Linked DNA regions of Mus musculus: region 2 is linked to region 1. Evidence: chromatin contacts called from public HiChIP or PLAC-seq data. All regions are on one chromosome and are shown on one strand. The core of a region is the stretch at or near the end of the contact, and the rest is flanking DNA. Distances in the headings are between cores, read along the strand shown. Region 1 holds the start of Grwd1 (glutamate-rich WD repeat containing 1). Region 2 holds the start of Ldha (lactate dehydrogenase A).

Region 1 (3,338 bases), core at 457-2,956:
TGATTGGCGGGAGGTGTGGGGGGGTCACGCCGCGCCCCACCCCTACGCTCCGGGCCATGGCCCTCACATCACTGTGCAGCTCCCTAGCCCCAGACACACCTCTAGGGGAGCCTGTTTTTAACCTTTCATTCATCAGGACTCAAAACTGTGAGACGCGTATGCCAAACTGTGACTCCAGACCTTGGCCCCGCCACACAGAAACCCCTGACCCCAGACTGTGACTTCCAACACCTAAAATGATCATCTGACCCCAGACTGTGCCCCGACCAGACTGTGACCCTTCATGTCAGACCTCAATGACCCCTCCCTTTTAGATCCTTGTTGGCTCTGACCTATGACCTCTCCTCCACGAAAGTCCTACCTTTACCTGTCTCCCCCCACTCACCTACCACCCCAGATGCCACCAATCACATCTTCAAGTCCAGCCCTTATTTGTGACCCTTCAGTGATAATCCAGCAGACACTCCACCCCCAGGTCTCCTTTCCCAGATTTCAGCAGGGTCTGAGGCTGGGCTGAGAGGAGGGTCTGGGAGCCCACACCTGACCTTTCCTCCCCTCTCCCGCTCCTACACTGCAGTGTTTGGAATAAAACCATGTTTTTACGCCTCCTCAGTCCAAGCCTGAGTTCTGTGTCTGTCCCTTCAACTTCTCTGGAGAAAAATGGAAACTGAGAACTGAGTCCTTAGGGAGGACAGTCAGACAACAGAAACTGGGCTGGTGGTGTAGCGGAGGCAGGGTGTTGTAATATTCATAACACCCTGAGTTCAGTCCCCAGTCCTAGAAAACAGGAGATTGGGGAAAGCACAGTCAACCCCAGGAAGCGGCAAGAGTCCAGGGGAGAGGGGTGGAGAGGTGACAGGGCAGAGACAACACCCCCAAGAGTAGAGATACAAAAAGGGATGCACAAATTAGGACCAAATCTAGAGACCTACTCCTTGCTACTGGCAAGAATGATTTGATGGGTTATTTTATGCAAATGGAGAGTGGCCAACCCACGCCTTGAATCTCCTTAATCTCACCAGTGAGGATCTGTTTCCAATATTTCATTACTCCAATTAACCAAAACTCGGGTGTACATGGGTAGATAAAGAGAGCTGACTCAGTTGTAGCAGCAGCCTCAAGAGAGACTTTCTGATTAAGTGCCTGCTGACCAGAGCTGCCCTGGGAATGCCTGGTTGGGAAATGGTCTGCCCCTGGAGGATAGATCCAATCCACTAACTTATACATAATGTCCAGCCTGTCTACCCTAAAGCATTTTGAAATAATTTAAAACCATCATAACAAGGAGAGGAGAAGAAATCGGCCTTAAAGGTCCTCGGGGAACAGAAGCCCAGTCTCCTTGCCAGTAAGTGCTCGTTTACATACATGAATAATTAACTAAATGGAAAGACAACCCTGGGAATGAAAGGTGGAAGATGGAGAGGGCTCTGAAGCCGAGGACTTCTGTAGAACTACAACTCCCAGAAGGTCTTGCCATTGCTGCGCGGAAGAATTCCCCAAGGTCACACGAAAGACAAAATTGCTCCTAATATAAGTCTTCTCACTGAGCCAGGACGCGGTTACTTTGTGGCGGCCATCTCTCTGCGCATTACCTTCTTCTGGCTGGTTCACAGGTTTCCAAGGTAACAGTACAGTGGGACGGGTCTTAGACTGTGGGAGGTGAAACCCGGAAGTGACGCTCTCACTTCGCGTCCGGGGCAAGAAGGTTCGAAGATGGCGGCGCGCAAGGGCCGGAGTCGCACGTGTGAAACCGGAGAACCCATGGAGGCTGAAACCTGCGACCCAGGAACCGAAGGCCCATCCCAGGTCTACCTGCCCGGCAGAGGGCCGCCACTGAGCGAGGGAGAGGAGCTGGTAATGGATGAAGAGGCCTACGTGCTGTACCATCGTGCGCAAACTGGTAGGCAGAGGGACCTGACTCTCGGGTCCAGGGAAATGAAAGGCCTGTCTTGGGGTCTGGGGGACGAAGGGTCTGGAGTCTGAGGATTGTGACCCTGCAGACTGCCGGCCTTTGGAGGAGGTGGAGGCCGAGTTCCCAGTCTCTCGTTCCTACTCAGCAACTCTAATCTCCCCGCCCATCCCTAGGCGCCCCTTGTCTCAGCTTTGACATAGTTCGAGATCACTTGGGCGACAACCGGACAGAGCTCCCTCTCAGTCTTTACCTGTGTGCGGGAACCCAGGCGGAGAGCGCCCAGAGCAATAGGTGAGACCCAGGACCTTTGCAAGACATCCACAAGGCCCCACGCATTAGGGCTCTCTGCTAATGCCAGACCTAAAAGTCTGGGACCCCAGCCTCCCTCCTCCTTCAACATCCCGGCACTCAGTTTCTAACCCGTATTTGCTTCCCCAGACTGATGATGCTTCGGATGCACAATCTCCATGGCACCAGGCCGTCACCCTCAGAGGGCAGTGATGACGATGAGGAAGATGAAGATGAAGAGGATGAGGAGGAGCAGAAACCTCAGCTGGAACTGGCCATGGTTCCTCACTACGGTGGCATCAACCGAGTTCGGGTACAGTCTTTCCAGGGGCTTGTTAAGGATTCTCTGCAGCACACCCCTCCCCCTAGATCCAAATGTCTCTCAGTACCTCCTCCAGCCCCTCAGCTTCTCTCCCTCCCCCCTCATTTTCAGACATTTTCACTCTATGAGCTGATAAACAGATAATAAAGGCTGAAACAGCTCCTGATTGTGGTGAAACGCAAGGGTGTTACTGAGCTGTTGCTTAGGAACTGAGGCAGGATAGAATGAGTTCAAAGGCAGCTTAGTGGTAGAGCGCTCACCTCAAGTTCAATAAATAGAGCACTTTATGATCAGGTAGATGAGCAAAAAAGGGAGACGGTATACAAGGAGCATGTAGAGCAAAAGCCAACCCGTAGCTGGACCTGTCTCTGTTGGACCTGTATCTGTTACATTATTCCCAGAAGGTTTAGCCTGTAGACAGAAAGCTCTGGGCCCATGAACATAACATACTAGTGGGAAAGGGAACAAGAGAAAGCTTGTAGTTTGTTACAAGATGCTGAGTGTGGTAGTATAAGGGTGTTCCTAGGGTAGAGTTGTTTTTTGTAAATGGTGAATTTGAGGAGGACTGGGTAAGTCGGTGTTCTTGGACTAGAGACCTGCAGCAAGTGTCAGGGCTGGGGTGTTTGTGGAAACAGATTTGCAGAGAAGAAAAACGAAAGTGCCAAGACCCTGGGGTGCACCTGGCACACATGATTCAGAATCTCAGGGGAAACTGGAGAGGCGACTGTGTGTGGAGCAGAATAGACTAAGCGGGGACAGTGACAGATGTGCAGGGTGAGCGCCTGGAAGACTGGTTGCTTTGCCCTTGTGGGCTAA
Region 2 (3,338 bases), core at 388-2,887, 1.0 Mb before region 1:
AAGAATAGCCAGCGCCAGGGTGTGGTCTGGCTCTCACCAGGAAGGCTCTCACCTTGAAATGGAAAAATAATACCGAGGTCTCCGTGTACGTGTAGCCGCCTGAGGACTTACTCATCTTGATGAACCCCAAAAGGGGATGGTATCTCCTCTTATATGGTTAGAAAGCTGCCCTCCCGCTCTTCTCCCATCACCCAGAGCCCTACAGCAAGTAGAGCGCCAAGTTGCTCCAGGAAGTACCAAAAATCAAGAGCAGAGGGCGCCAATAACGGCCACAAGGTGCGACCCCAAGGCATAGCAACGTGCTTAAGCCTGCGCACGCGCAAGCTTCCTTCCTAACCCCCCCACCCCCGCAAGAACCCAAGTTGTATGACCAGCCCAGATCCAGAAGACTGGCAGGCGGGGGAAGGCAGTGCGCGTGCGCAATTTCAGAATCAGGTGTCATATATATAGGTCTAGCGACTGCTGGCCATGGATGAGACCTCTGGCAGGCAGTTCGGCGTCAAAGTTTGGCCCTTACTAGAGCCCAAAGCACAAGCGCGGTGAAGTGGAGCTGGCAGCCACCTTAGCCTGGTGCCAGAGTGAGATCTCAAATGCCACTAACAGGATTAGGGCCTTCACCCACCAGGGCGGGGCCTCATTACCCAGGATGTGGCCGCTAAGGGAAATTTCTTCAGTTCCAAAATGGGGATACAATTGCGGAGGGCCTGAGGCCTGGAGCCCACTCCCACCCCCGCGATGGCCACCTTTCCCAGCAAGCACCATGTCTATTTTTGAAATCGTTCCAAAGTGCAAAAGGACTGGACAAGATCTCTGGGCAAGCAGCCTAGGGCCATCAAGCAGGAATCCGGTCTCCTTACAACCGCTGCTATTTCTAGACAGCCTTGTGAGGTCTCTGCTGACTGGGGGCAGGGCGTGGGGCTCTTCCCTCAGAGAATCTACTTCACGCAAACCTCAAGTCTGTGCTCTATTAGGACAGGGTGCCTCTACTTCCCACCTACGACCCGATGGGTGTCGCAGGCCTCTCAGCTACAGGTTTCCTCCTTCCGTCTAGGGTGCAGAGGAAGGACTGCGACTCTTCCCGCTTCCTCTCCGCACGCAGCGCGCTTAGCACGATCCCCAGTCACACCAGGAGCGAGCCTCTTAACAAAATGCGTTTAGGGCAAGAGCGCCCTATAATCTGCAGGAAACAACCACTCCACCGAGCCCACGCAAAGGAAAATGCAAACCGCACGGCTGCTCCGAAGCACCCGCCCCGGACGTGCCAAGGCTTTTTCGGCCCCCATGGGCTCGAGTTACGGGAGCTCAAGTTTCGCACCGCTCCCTCGCCCCCGTTCGGTGGCTCCCAACCTTCAGGCCAGCCACCCCTTAGTCCTCTTTACACGGGTCTCGCCGCCCCAGGCTGGGTGGGGCCGCCTGCTCAGTTCCCCAAAGCACAGTAGCCCACGCGTGCCCAAATCTGAACACCCTGCACCTCCACCCCGGATAGGGACCCCCTGTGCCGGCAGCGTGGGGCCCAACCGTACCGCTAGTGCACGATGGGGGGGCGACTGGCGAGGAGAAGCAGCGTGGCCCGAGCTCGGCGACAGTGGCTCCAGCACGCAGAGCAGCACGCGGGCGGGGCCTTAAATGGAAGCTCCGCGCTGACGTCAGAGTGGGAGCCCAGCGGACGTGCGGGAACCCACGTGTAGGCTGGGCCGGGGGCGGGCGTCCAGCCGGGCTAGGCGCCACCGAGACCGGGGCGGCGCGCGCAGCACGATGTCCCTGCAAGAGTGGCTCCACGTGTGCTGCGACACCCCAAAGAAAGGCCAACCCGACATGCTCCTCAGCCTCAGAAGCAGGAGCCCGAAATGCATCGATCCTCCGCCTCCTTCACCGGAAAACTTGTGAGACTCAGAAAAAACCCTGGTCACTTTCTTCATTGCTGTTCCCGGCGCCGGGAACAACTCCTGGCAAGCAACAGGCCTTCAGTAAATATTGTGTGAAAGCACATGCCAGCACCGTGCCGGTCTATCCGCCATAGCAGCCTATCAGATGGGCCTTTCTCCTGCCCCACTTCCATCTCCCAAACCATGGGGGGAGGGGGGTGCGGCTCAGCTTCTGATGGCTTGCCAGCTTACATCCATATCTGCCCTCTCCCATGCCATCCCGCAGGCATTTGTGTTTAGCCTTACCAAGGAGTATCAGGGCCCTTGCTTGTTTTCACACACCCCCTCTGCCTTTAAACGTCTTTCTAGAGGTCTCATTAAGCTGTGAGGCCAGTTCCTGTTCCTCTCCCAGCTCCCGATCAACCGTATGTGAATCTTAAGGTACTCCACCACTGATAGGATGTGAAATGGAGTTTGCAACTGCTTTGATTTCCTTAGTGATGGGAAGAACTGTGACTTTCAACCCTGCTCACCCATCTCCCCGGAAGGGATGTGTTCACTGCAGATTAAGGTCTATTACAGTCTTGAGCAAGATTTGAACAAGCTGGTTGCAGGGTGCTGGATATGCAGGGATCATGTGAGAGGGAATGAAGCTCACAGCCCCCCCTTATTTTCGCTTGTCTGTATCCCTTGTGATCTCTTTTATAACAAACAACAGGCTAGGAGTGTGGCCAGGACAGGGACACTTGTCTTGCATACACCAAGGCCTGAGTCCCTCAGCAGAGCGCAAATTTAAAAAAATTAAAAAGTCAAACAGTTGGACCTGGAGAGATGGCTCTGCCATTAATATCACAAAAGCTTGTAACTCCAGATCCAGAGGTTCCAATACCCTCTTGACCTTCATAGAGTCTCTCTCCCCCTATATATAGTTAAAATTATTTTTTTAAAAAAGTCAGAACAAGAGAAATGAAATTTAACTTTTTAAAAGAAAAAAGTGAAGGTGAGTTCTAAGAGACACCAGAGCAAGTAGCAAGCAAGAGGAAGAGGAGAGCCTTGTGGATACCTCAGTGTAGAGTGGTGAGGGGGAAGCACAGGTGGAGATGTAGTAACTACTTGTGCTTATGGTCTTAGATTGGGGGCAGTCCCATGGGACTGAACTATTAACCTGTGGAATACAGTGCTCTAAGCAGAATGTAAACTGGGTTATCAGATGCCCAGGCCAGGTTCATCTGCTAGGAAATTGCTTTGTGCGGAAAACACACGTGTGGAAACCTCATGTGCACACAAGCTCCTTTGACCCCAGAAGGATTCTGGGAAGGGATACTGTTTCTTCCCTTCCCTTAGACCCATATACCCACAGAATGGAAACTCCCTCTTTTCATCACCCTATACTGTGGCCTGTGCACCCTTCAGGGACCCCCTCACAGGTAAGGAGTAGGACTCTGGACCCCATGCAGAACACAGATAGGCCTC

The links. HiChIP or PLAC-seq counts read pairs in DNA pulled down with a chosen protein or histone mark.
Region 2: a contact with region 1 is called in an HNF4G HiChIP or PLAC-seq map of pancreatic cancer cells. The contact joins the promoter of Ldha here to the promoter of Grwd1 in region 1. A contact is called at or near these places in 1 of 39 promoter capture datasets (cranial neural crest) and 1 of 115 datasets of contacts at active chromatin or transcription factors (pancreatic cancer cells).

What each region holds. Positions count from the first base shown.
Region 1 is chr7:45,829,157-45,832,494 of GRCm38.p6, reverse strand. It overlaps Grwd1 (glutamate-rich WD repeat containing 1), which reads left to right and starts at 1,706. Exons shown (of 7, transcript NM_153419.2): 1 at 1,706-1,900; 2 at 2,086-2,203; 3 at 2,351-2,513. The coding sequence starts at 1,714. Grin2d (glutamate receptor, ionotropic, NMDA2D (epsilon 4)) reads left to right here. Exons shown (of 12, transcript NM_008172.2): 12 at 1-12.
Region 2 is chr7:46,844,103-46,847,440 of GRCm38.p6, reverse strand. Ldha (lactate dehydrogenase A) reads right to left here and starts at 1,637. Exons shown (of 8, transcript NM_010699.2): 1 at 1,524-1,637.